2 separate regions of the Mus musculus genome follow, and region 2 is linked to region 1. A link is a contact called in public promoter capture Hi-C data. All regions are on one chromosome and are shown on one strand. The core of a region is the stretch at or near the end of the contact, and the rest is flanking DNA. Distances in the headings are between cores, read along the strand shown.

The links. Capture Hi-C pulls out chosen DNA fragments and counts their contacts.
Region 2: a promoter capture Hi-C map of adipose tissue shows a contact between it and region 1. The contact joins two enhancer-like sites. A contact is called at or near these places in 2 of 39 promoter capture datasets (embryonic stem cells and liver), 1 of 484 Hi-C or Micro-C datasets (embryonic stem cells), 7 of 115 datasets of contacts at active chromatin or transcription factors (bone marrow-derived macrophages, double positive thymocytes, embryonic stem cells and 1 more) and 3 of 9 other capture datasets (adipose tissue, liver and pancreatic islet).

What each region holds. Positions count from the first base shown.
Region 1 is chr11:23,015,942-23,021,840 of GRCm38.p6, forward strand. It overlaps Fam161a (family with sequence similarity 161, member A), which reads left to right. Exons shown (of 5, transcript NM_001363283.1): 4 at 4,059-5,192. Among named protein-coding and RNA genes, the nearest start is that of Fam161a, 11 kb to the left of the region's middle. Within about 2 kb of position 4,465, at least 17 of the 459 cell types and tissues checked have an H3K27ac peak or open chromatin away from gene starts, as enhancers often do. A contact at or near this core is called in adipose tissue, where this site is marked.
Region 2 is chr11:23,208,903-23,214,847 of GRCm38.p6, forward strand. No RefSeq gene overlaps it. Among named protein-coding and RNA genes, the nearest start is that of Xpo1, 44 kb to the right of the region's middle. Within about 2 kb of position 2,484, at least 106 of the 459 cell types and tissues checked have an H3K27ac peak or open chromatin away from gene starts, as enhancers often do. A contact at or near this core is called in adipose tissue, where this site is marked.

The DNA of each region.
Region 1 (5,899 bases), core at 3,215-5,714:
GCCCCGTCGAAGTGTGGAAGACAGTATCCCACAGTATTTGCTTCTAAATAGTCCTTCCTATTGATGATATATAAAGGTGGGCTTTTATTCACAATGTTTAATGGCTTATCATTTTACTAGGTTCCCTCTTGCTTTGAGGGTCATTTGGTGGCCATCTGTTTGTTTTTATTGCCATTTTAAGTGTGTTTTGCTTGTGTGTATGTCTACACCACTTGTGTACCTGGTGTCCATAGAGAATTGTGAACTGCCATATGGGTGCTGGGAATCAAACCTGTGTCCCTGGAAGAGCAGCGGGTGCTCTTATCCTCTGAGCCATCTCTCCAGTCCTTTCATCTGTGTTTTTCTGATTTACTTATGCTTACAGATATGCATCAAAATATTTAGGCTGGCCCAATTTTGAAACATGATCTTATACTCTCTACAGCCCAGGATGGCTGAGAACATGCCTTTGTTGAGGGAGTTTTGGCTTCTCTGCTTTGTGCTCCCGGCTGGTCACAGGCACCCACCCACCCAACAGCTCTGTCAGAATCACAGATGAAAGATACACACACACACAAACTTATTTTTAAATGCTTTATTGGCTCTGTGGCTAGACACTTTTGTGCTTTCTGCGGCTAGCATGCCCTACCTTCACTCCTAGCTCAACACCTCTGAATCTTCCCTCAGCTTAGTTGCTCTTCTGTGAAGTCCATTGGTCTTGCTGCCCAAGACACTTTTAGGCTGCCTTTCTGTGGGCCATTTTCCTTTTCCTACATTTTGGAAGATCTCCCCTACAGTTCTGAGTCTGTTCTGCCTCTCCCAAGTCTCTAGATCTCTTCTTCCTGCTCTCTCCTCTCTTCCTAGCCTGTGGGAACCTGGAAGTCTCACCTCTTTCTTTCTGCCCAGCCATTGGCCACTGGCATCTTTATTGATAGGTCAAAAACCAATTGGGAGCAAGGCCCTTCAGTGTCAGCACACACAGATTCCTATTAAATCAAAGCATCAGAACTACTCCTACAGGCCCCAAACTCTGGGCACTCCTCCTGCCTCAGCCTCTCAAATACTGAGAATACAAGCATGAGCCATCATGGTTTTCTTTTTTTGAGACAGGGTCTCATGTAGTCCAGGCTAGTCTCCAACTTGCAATGTAGCTGAAAGAAAGATGAAATTTCAAGACCTGTAAGTCATATAAAGTACTCAGAAATTTCTGGTTGTTTGTGAGCCTAGAGGCTGCCTGGGGCTGAGAAAAAAGAAAAACAAACCTGGTTATGCCCCGTAGTTAAAACATTCCTGGGAACAGCTTGACCATAAAGATAAAGAGAAATGTGAGGACATAACAGGGTTATCTGAACTGAGTCAACAACTCACAGAACTCTGACACCCTGCACGTACATGTAATTTTTCTGCTGATGTTTGAATAAGCCAATAGTGTGTCGCTATGCTGAATTCTATGCTGAATTCCCCACCCCTAAGTCCCTTACCCCACAAACACCCCTAGCTCTCGAGCCTCGTGGTTGAATCCACTGCTTCCTGCGTGAGATATGTTTCGACCCGGAGCTCCATCATTAAACTGCCTCATGTGTTTACAACAGGAGGGATTCTCGTGTTTCTTTGGGTGCTCTCTCACTCCCGAGACTAGAGTGGGGGTCCCTGAAAGGGGGTCTTACATAGCCAAGGATGTCCTTGAGCTCCTGATCCTCTCACTTCCACTTCCTAGATGATGGGATTACTTGCAACCATGCTTTGCTTGAGCTGGGCCTTTTGTTCTTGTTTGACATAAGGTCTCTCTGGTGTAGATCTGGCTGTCCAGGAACTCACTATGTAAATATTGAGGCTGGCCTTGGATTCACAGAGATCAAGCTGGCTCTGCCTGCGTAGTGTTGTGGTAAATCTCCAACCACTATAAGCCCATTTAAGGAAAACACAACTTTGTTGCAGTGAATCTCCAAACCCAGTAAGTCCATTCAAGGAAAACACAACTCAGTTGTATATTTATAAACTGCACACCTATACTGGGCAGACATGCCTCTACAACACTTTCTTCCCCAGCCATGAAATCCCTACTCCTTGCAGTTTCTCCAGGCCATTCGCTTCTACTCCATCTTCCTTCCAACATCTACAACCCTGTTCTCCTCTGTCCTCCATCTTCTTCAACTCCTCCTCCTCCCTCCTCTTCCTTTCTTGCTCCGAAACCCACTTCCTCATTTTCACCCAGCGATTGGCTACTTGTCATCTTTCTTAGCCAATCAGATGATTAAGGGAAATTCCCCTACAGCGGAGTGCTAAGATTAAAGGTGTGTGCCACCATGCCCAGCCAGTCTTTTTTAAAGAATGAAAATTAAAGTTTATTTTAAAAAATTAAAAGATGAGCTCATTAAAGATGCAAGGTTTTGACTTCTGGGGTTTTTTGTTCTGTTTTGTCATTTGTGTTTTTTGTTTGTTTGTTTTTTAGATTTATGTATTATGTATGCAGTGGCCTGCCTGTATGTATGCCTGCAGGCCAGAAGAGGGCACCAGATCTCATTTTAGATGGTTGTGAGCCACCATTTGGTTGCTGGGAATTGAACTCAGGACCTCAGGAAAAGCAGCCAGTGCTATTAACCTCTGAGCCATCTCTCCAGCCCTTGATTTCTGTTTTTAAAAGCAATCTAGCATCAACGCTCTTTTCTAATGTGGCCCTGCTTCCTTTGAAACTGTAAGCTGACTGTACATTGTCTGTGTGTCAGAGCTGTTTGAGCTCTGACATCCCCAAGAAGGTCACAGACTTTGATCTCATTTGAGGGCTTTTACCCTGCCTTTGACCTTTCAGTTCTCCAATAAGAGACACAACTTTTGTTATTTACAATTAGCCTTTATCAGCACCAGAGCTGGGCAGATATTACCCTCTATGCTATTAGAATCTACTTTCCTATCTATGACGCCGAGTTATTACTTGCTGTGTTCCATCTGGGCTGCTCCCAGCTCCAACTGGCCAGCCTTCAGGGCCAGGACTCTAAGGTTCCGAGCCCACGGCGTCTTCTCTCTCCTACCATCCTCTCAGTCTCTTCTCTCTCCTACCATCCTCTCAGTCTCTTCTCTCTCCTACCATCCTCTCAGTCTCTTCTCCACCCCAACCAGGTTACCTAAAACCCACCTCCCTCTAATCCCTCCAGTAATTGGCTGTAGCCAATTTTGTTTAAACAATAGTTTTAAATCGAGAAACAAGGTTTGCACAACAAAAATTTGTAAATGTGAGAATTCCCTTGGCGGCCTAGACCTTCAGGTACAGAATTTAGCATTACAATACATGACAACAGACCAAGCCTCAAAAGTAGACATGCAATACGACATGACACTCCAGTGTCTCTGAAACAGAAGAAGTGGTGATCATGCTCAGGGGCTGGTGTCAACAAAGGTGTCATACATAAGTATGATTTTCCCCCTCCAATTAAAGCTAGGAATCAAATCCTCAGTGCCTAAGAGATGGGCTCTCATTATGTTGCTTAGGCTAGCCTTGAACCCCCATATCCTTCCAGTCTTGGTTTCTATTAGCATGCACTAGCATGCCCAACTGAGTTCAAACTGGAGAAAAATAAGAGGCAGAGTGGATAGAGGAAGCAAGGAGTGGCCTTCAGGACAGCAGCAGGCATGGTGGAGAAAGGAGTCAGGTGAGAACACTTCTAGAATGATAACTAGGCTAGGGAGGGGAAAGACTGCTGGCTAAGCAGGGGCCAGTACTGATTGACAAGTAGTTCAGACTTTGTAGCAAAGATGAAAGTGTTAGGTAGGAGTAACATGGTCAGACATGGTCAAGATGGTGACTCTGGGAAGCACAGAGGAGATGAATAAAAGTAAGACAGGAGAAGCAGTTCAGAAGACAGAAGAGACTCAAGTTCCTTCTCTGAAAAGTGAGAGTGTATTAGATAATTCATAGTCATCTTTCAGCTCTATTCTAACGAAAAATGATATTGTCACGACCCTTAGACAGCTACTCCCTTCTGGCTGACTATACCTTAATACTAGAAAATCTGTAATTACAGTAATTTTAACATTTGGCCACATAAAATTGGAAGTGCACCCTAATTATTCTTCTTCCCTAGTTCTGCATCGGAAAAGAGCTGCTCACATCCTGCCTTGTCAGTGACCTCACTTTCAGAGCCTGACCTAGACGGGTCGTCCTCCTTGTCCACAACTACTGATGAGGGGTTGCCCGACCTAGAGGAAAAGACTCCCGGGGAAAGCAGCGCAATGGTCCATGCCCAGGAGCTCATAAACAACATGTGGAACGACTTTTCTGTTGAAGATTATATTCAGTATGACTCAGACTCCCGAACAGCTAAGAAAAAAAGGAAGAAAGCTAAATCCTTGACACCCAAGATTACAGTGCCTGTACCCTTTGAAATGACGGTAAGAGAGCAGAATCGGAGAGAGAAGGCCTTGAGTGCTCGGTCAGATCTGGAAACAAAGCTGCTCAAGAGGGACGAGGACGATGCAGAGTGTAAGAAGAAATTCCGAGCCAATCCCGTTCCTTCCTGCGTGCTCCTTCCCCTTTATGAGGATCTAGTCAAGCAGAGTGAGGAGCGCCGGAAGAAGGCCCGGGAGAGGAACAGAGCTGCGCTCCTGGCCTCCCTGAAGCCCTTTAAGTTCATTGCGAGGGAGGAACAGAAGCAAGCAGTCCGCGAGAAGAAGCTGAGAGACCTTTTTAGGGCTAAAAGGAAAACGAATCAGTTTAAAGCCAAACCTGTGCCTCGTTTTATTTACAGGCCAGCTGCGAGTGACAAGCCAAAGGAAGAAGAGCTCTATGGGGACAGCAGGATGCTGCCAAAGGTCAGAGATCTGTTACAGAATTCGCCTTGGCCCAGTCGGTCAGCTTGCAGACGTTTCAGGGACCCCAGAAGTCCTGCAAAGCCCAGGGGTAAACACAGGCGTAGGTGCCTGAGGCGTGATGGAGACTTAGAAAAATGGAAGGAGCCCTTCTCTGAATACAGCTTTCTGAAATGCCCAATGCTTTGTGAAGAGTGTTGTCTTCACGAATCCCCTTGTGACTCTGATAAAAGACAGAAACTCTTGGCAGACATCAGAGCAGATGAAGAAATTTTGAGAGAAACACGCAGGCCGGGTCGGTCTCCTAGGCGCAAGTCACCGGGAAGAAGCTCGAACCCAAAGCCCAGGCCTCATGAATGCAGCCCACCGATGCCCACCGCGTCTTCCCGAGGGCGGGAGCAAGCCATCAGGTAAGGCCTCAGGACGGTCACTCCCTGCCACATGGTTGCTGAACTGGCATAAAACCCTATGGGTTTTACCCTGGTAAATCTGGATTTACTAAATTATCTGGAAGGTATTGTATGACATGGTAGAAAATCGTTTGCTAAGAACGTTCTTCTAAGAGACAAATGTGATTTCCTTGGGGATGATAGGTAGATAAGCTTACACCATCAGCCTTGCTTGGATTTCCAAGGTCACAATTAAGATTTTGGTCAAAAGGTGGCTTTTTTTTTTTTCCAGCCTTTGAATTATGCCCTGTTAAGTCTTTGCTGGACAACTTCCTCCTTGGCTTAAAGTGCATTAATTAAGCCTTAGTTTGTTGCCCTCAGGAAATCCCTTGAGGAAAAGAAAATGTTGGAAGAAGAGAGAAATCGGATCCTAACTAAACAGAAGCAAAGAATGAAAGACTTGCAGAAACTGCTGGCAACCCGGGTTAAGGCTTATGGCTCCCACCAGAGCTTGTCTCAGATAGTTAAAGCCAGGGTGAAGGAGCTCAGGTACCACGGAAGAGCCTGGGAACGCCAACATCAGCTGCCAAACTCCCTTTCCTTCCCTTTCCTTTCCTTTCCTTCCCTTTCCTTTCCTTTCCTTTCCTTTCCTTTCCTTTCCTTTCCTTTCCTTTCCTTTCCTTTCCTTTCCTTTCCTTTCCTCCTGCTTAACTAGTGGATACCTAGAT
Region 2 (5,945 bases), core at 1,234-3,733, 190 kb after region 1:
AAAGCACAGACACAAATCATCAGCAGATGCACTCCAATCCACTCGGCAATCACCACGCATGAACTGCAGTTCCAGCCAGAAGAAACCGTGAGGCTCAGTAAAGCGGCCTGTGTGGCAGAAGAACAAGAAGTCACCAGAACATCAGAAGTTCTTTGGTGAGTTACTCTCTATGAAGTCATGCCAAGGGAAGACCAGCAGAGTGATGCCAGGTGAACCAATACAACAGCATCATCAGTGACAACTAGCAAGGTGAGCCAATGTCAGAGCCCCTCCCACCGTCTGTGGGGTCACATCCCATGTCCACTTCAGCAAAACATGTCTTACATGTGCCTGCTGCAATATTCTAAACTTCCTTTCACCTGTCTGCCCCAGGAAACATCATATGACACAATTGAATTTCCAAAGAAACCAGAAATTTCCACTTCAAACCTTTATTTATTTATTTATTTATTTATTTTGTTTTTTTCGAGACAGGGTTTCTCTGTGTAGCCCTGGCTGTCCTGGAACTCACTCTGTAGACCAGGTTGGCCTCAAACTCAGAAATCCTCCTGCCTCTGCCTGGGATTAAAGGTGTGCGAGACCACTGCCCGGCCCTTCTTTTATTTTTTTAGATGATTTATTTATTTATCTATGTGCGTATGAGTTTGTGTAAGTGTATGTGCACATGTGTATACAGGTACAGACACCTGAAGGCATCAGGTATCTTGTCTATCATTCTCAGCTTATTCCTTTTTTAATTATTATGGAATATTTTTTCTTTATGTGTATCTGTTTACTGTGTCTGTGCCTGATTACTGCAAAAGCCAGAGGGAGGCATCAGAATCCCGAGACCTAGAGTTACAGATGTTTGTGAACCACCTTGTAGGTGTTGCGATTCAAACCTAAGTCCTTTGGGAAAACGGCCCAGTGCTCTTAACCACACGGCCATCTCTCCTGCCTCTTGGCAGAGTTTCTGCCTGAACCTATAGCTCGTATTCTCTGGGCTAGGCTGGAAGCCAGCCACCCTCAGAGATCTTCCAGTACCAGCTCCACTCACACCTGGGTACGTACTGAACACACAGCTTTTTATGTGGCTGTTGGAATCAGAACTCCAGTCCTCCTGGTTGTGAAACAAGCACTCCTAACTGCTGAGTCAACACTCTACCCTCAATTCCCAACTTAATTCTTTTTTTTTTTTTTTCTTTAACCTTCATTTCGAAGTTTATGTTGTAGCACTTTGTTTCAATATAATGTAACTTACTGATCAGGACTGTTTATAAATGTAACACTTGGCCTATGTGTAAGTGTGTATGTATACACATATGTGTGTATGTATACACACATATGTGTGCTCATGGAGGCCAGAAACCATGAGTCGCCTGATGTGAACACAGGGAACAAAATTCTAGTCCTCTGAGACAGGATCTCACCAAGTAACTCTGGCTGGCCTGCAACTTGCTATGTAGACCAGACTGACCTTAGACATGTCATAGAGATCCACCTGTGTCAGACTCCCATATACTGGGTTAAAGGTATCTGTCACCACCCAGTCTATCCCCCCCCCTTTAAATTAAAAAAAAAACAAAACAAACAAACAAACAAAACAAACAAACAATCAGTATGTTAAGTGAAAAACCATGTTGTCTTACTACATGCTCAGAAAACTGTCTACTTCTACATGAAGAGACTTTTCTGTATGGATTTGATTCGCTTCCCAGTGAAAGCTCCCTCCCGAGACACTTCTTTGGGATCAGTCCTGATGCTCTCCTTATATAAGTAATAATACAATTTTACCTCTTAATTGTGTGTATTGACTTTGAGTCTACTGTGGTGTGGGGGAGGGACTGTGAGCTGTTGGGCTACAATTATGCACTGATCAAAATCCTTAGAATGGAGCAGAGTGGGCAGTGTCACATGACACCAGTGTTCCTTGCCTTCAGGAAGCTGCCACGGGGTGTGGTGGGGGGTGGGGTGGGGGTAGGGGGTGAGGGGATGAGGGCTGGAGGCAGTGTCCAAATTTCATATGTACATCTGATATGCTGGGTTTGATTTTAAATTTTTAAGTAACCAATTACTATGACTAGTTGCTTTATTCTACAGAGTGTGCCAACGACTCAGACAGAAGTGTGTTGTAGTTGGCTTGGTGGTACACACCTGTAAACCCAGTACTTCTGCAGGTGAAGGCAGAAGGCTCTCCAGTTCCAGGCCAGTCTCAGCTACAGGGTAAGACTCTGTCTCAAAACAAACAAGCCCCAATAAGTAGATCCCTTCGCTCCGCTTGAATGCCAGTGTTTATTCTTAGACGGAACAGTCCTTGGGAACTACAGAAATGCTCTTTTTGGAGAAAAGGAAGTTTAAAAACGGGTGCAACACTGTGAGTTGTGAACTAACGGGCTGAGCAGGGAAAACCCAGGCCCCGAGCAGAGGGGGAAGGCTGAGGTGGCCAGGCAGCGGAGGCAGGGGCGGGAGTGGACAAAGAAAGGAAACCCAGAACAATAGCGCCCCTCCACCTCTGCTCCCGGGAGGCGTGGCTGCCTCAAGGGTGGGATTGGCTCAAAACTGCATGGGGGATTAGAAGTTACCTCGCAGAGGCTTTTAAATATTTTCTGTGAATTCTAAATGTGGCTGAGGGAAGAGAAGCGTCTCCAGGACCAGGCGCTTCTTCAGGCCCCACTTTCTAACTTCACTGCCGCGAGATGGGGTCGCTGACGACAACACCATCTCAATTAGTCTCTTTCTTTGTTTTTATTTAGTTTTTTTTTTTTCTCTTTTCTTTTCTTTTCTTTTCTTTTCTTTTCTTTTACTTAGAATCTCACATAGCCCGGGCTGGGCTGAAACCTGCTGTACCCGAGGACGACCCTGAGTTTCCTGATTTCTTGACTTCTTCCCAAGCACTGAGATTCCAGACAGTGTGCCACCACACTCCCGTGTTTGCTTGACCATTTCTTTCTTTCTTTCTTTTTTTTTTTTTTAAAGATTTATTTTGTTAATATATGTAAGTACACTGTAGCTGTCCTCAGACACTCCAGAAGAGGGAGTCAGATCCTGTTGCGGATGGTTGTGAGCCACCATGTGGTTGCTGGGATTTGAACTCTGGACCTTCGGAAGAGCAGTCGGGTGCTCTTACCCACTGAGCCATCTCACCAGCCCTCTTTTTTTTTTTTTTAAGATTTATTTATTATTATATCTAAGTACACTGTAGCTGTCTTCAGATACACCAGAAGAGGGCGGCGGATTTCATTACAGATGGTTGTGAGCCACCATGTGGTTGCTGGGATTTGAACTCAGGACCTTCAGAAGAGCAGTCAGTGCTCTTAACCACTGAGCCATCTCACCAGCCCAGCTTGACAATTTCTATAGGGATCAAATTTAACAGTGATGTCATAAAATCTTTTCATAGAGAAAGCTGCTCTTAGACCTGCACTCTGGGGCTGGAGAGATGGCTCAGTGGTTAAGAGCACAGACTGCTCTTCCAGATGTCTTGAATTCAATTCCCAGCATCCACATACATGGTGGCTCACAACCATCTGTATTGGGATCTGAAGCCCTCTTCTGGTGTGTCTGAAGATAGCTACAGGATACTCATACATATAAAATAGATAAATAAATAAATTAAAAACAAAAACAAAAAACCTGCACTCTGCACTCCCAGTACTTGGCAGGCAGAAGGCTGAAGGTTTCTGCAGCATTCAGGCTGGCCAGAGCTGCAGAGCAAGATCCTGTCTAGTCTCAAACCTTCTTTCTATACAGTTAAGGATGACCTTGAACTTCTCATCTACCTGTTTCCCCCAAGTGCCAGGGCTGGTCACCAGCTAAAAATTTGCTGTTGCTCGGTTCAGTATACATGCCTGGCATTTGGGAGGCTTAAGCAGTAAGTCCCCGGCCAGCCTGATCTACAAAGCCGGGGAAGGCTCCATAATGAGATTCCATCCCAAAACCAAAGCAATTACAATACAGGACTGGAGAGACAACTCCATTAAAGTGCTATTCATGAACACAGGAGGATTAGTTTGGATCTCAGAACACATACAAACACCAGTAATTCCAGCACTGAAGGCAGAAATAGGGAACACCCCCCACAAAGCTGGTTAGTGAGCTCTGGGTTCACTTGAGAGACCCTGACTCAATGAATGAGGTGGACAGCTACTGAAGACACCCCTGACACCTACCCTGGGCCTCCACAGGCTTACACATCCATGTGCACACACTGAGGGAGATACAAATGCACATGAGTGTTTGCACCACACACGTACACAGGAAAACAAAAGAGTACTCTGTGTTGTTTGGATTGTTGTTTATCTCCATCTGAAAAGCGCTAGTGTGTTTTACCTTGCCTAAGTCAGAGTCGGGATTTCTCTAACGTGGGCACCTCATCTGGGGCTGCTGTTCTGCCAATGACCATATATGATCTCTCACCTGATTTTATCATGACGTTCTCATTGCAAAGGGGAGGTGTGAACCGACAGTTCTGGTCCCAAGCACTCAGAAGCTATTATTTAATCTCCTTTAGTTAATGCATGACTGTCGATACGTCATATGCTCAGGAGAAAGTAGCAAATTGGATCAACTGTATAGATCACTCTGGAAATAAAGAAATTAATTAAAATAAATTGGGTCACACTTAGTTATATTTCGGGCTGAATTCTTTGTTTATTCTAGTTTGTTTTCCTGGAGCCATTAGAGCAGGATCCTCCTGATGGATGGAGGGAATTCATTTGCACTGAGCTCCATTTGACCTAGGGGAGCCCTTTCCGAGTCTTTACCCATCCCACCATCGTTTTGCTCTATGTACACTATCAAAGCAAACTAGCCTTTTCACCTCAGGCCCTACCAGTGTTCACACAACAGTGTCTATGGTCATTGAGTAACCAGCACTTCTCAAAGTTTCAAGTGCCCATGAGTCTCCTGGGGATCACTTACCATACAGAATGCATGCTAGAGACATGCTCAGCAGTAAAGAGCACACACTACTCCTGCAGAGGACCTGAGTTAGGATCCCATCACCCACATCAATTGGGTCACATCTCCAGTTCCATGGGAATCCTATGGCCTCTGAAGGCATCTGCACTCATACACACATACCTACACACAGATACACACACACATCTTAAACATAATAATAAATAGGTAAATCATAGTAGAATACAGAATTTCTCCCTCCATCCTCTCTCTGTCTTTCCTTCTTTGTCTCTTCCTGAGATGTGATCTCTTGATGCAGTACTAGCTGACATGAAATTGCAATACTGCTCTTGCTTCCCAAGTATAGGGACTATAGACACATGTCACCAAAGCCTGGATAAGCATCTTAAATTTCTGTCTTTTGGGGGAGGAGAGTGTGATGGTGGGGCAAGACAGTTTCCCTATGTCACCCAGGCTGGCTTCAAACCAGACTGGCTTCAAACTCAAGAGATCCACTTGCTTCTGCATCCTGAATGCTGGGATTAAAGGCCTGAGCCACCAAGCCTGGCTAAAAATGTTCATTTTAACAAGTGCTCAATTGCTGCTTCTTTGTGCTCTATATCTAAATTAACAAGGGGATAAGCTGTTACATCTGTCACTAGGGTTTCTAACACCCTTTGGAAATGGATGTTATTTGTAATGAAAAACAACTAATTCTTTAATTAATAAACAAATACCCCTTTCATATTTCATTTGTGAACTACAACTGGAATGAAGGTCATACAACAAATGTGCAGGACACGAATATACAGGTTTGCTGGTGGCACTGGGAGACAGAAATAAACTTCTCTTTAGCGCATGGTTCTTCTGCTACAGCCACACCCACTGCAGCCAAGTGTGGAGGCACATACCTCTGAGCCCAGTACTTGGAAAGTAGAAGCAGGCAGATCTCCGTGTTCAAGGCCAATCTGATCTACAGAATGAATTCCAGGACAACCAGAGCTATAAAGAGAAACCCTGTCTTTAATTAAAAAAAAATTTTTTTTAAGTTGTTCTTTTTATGTTTT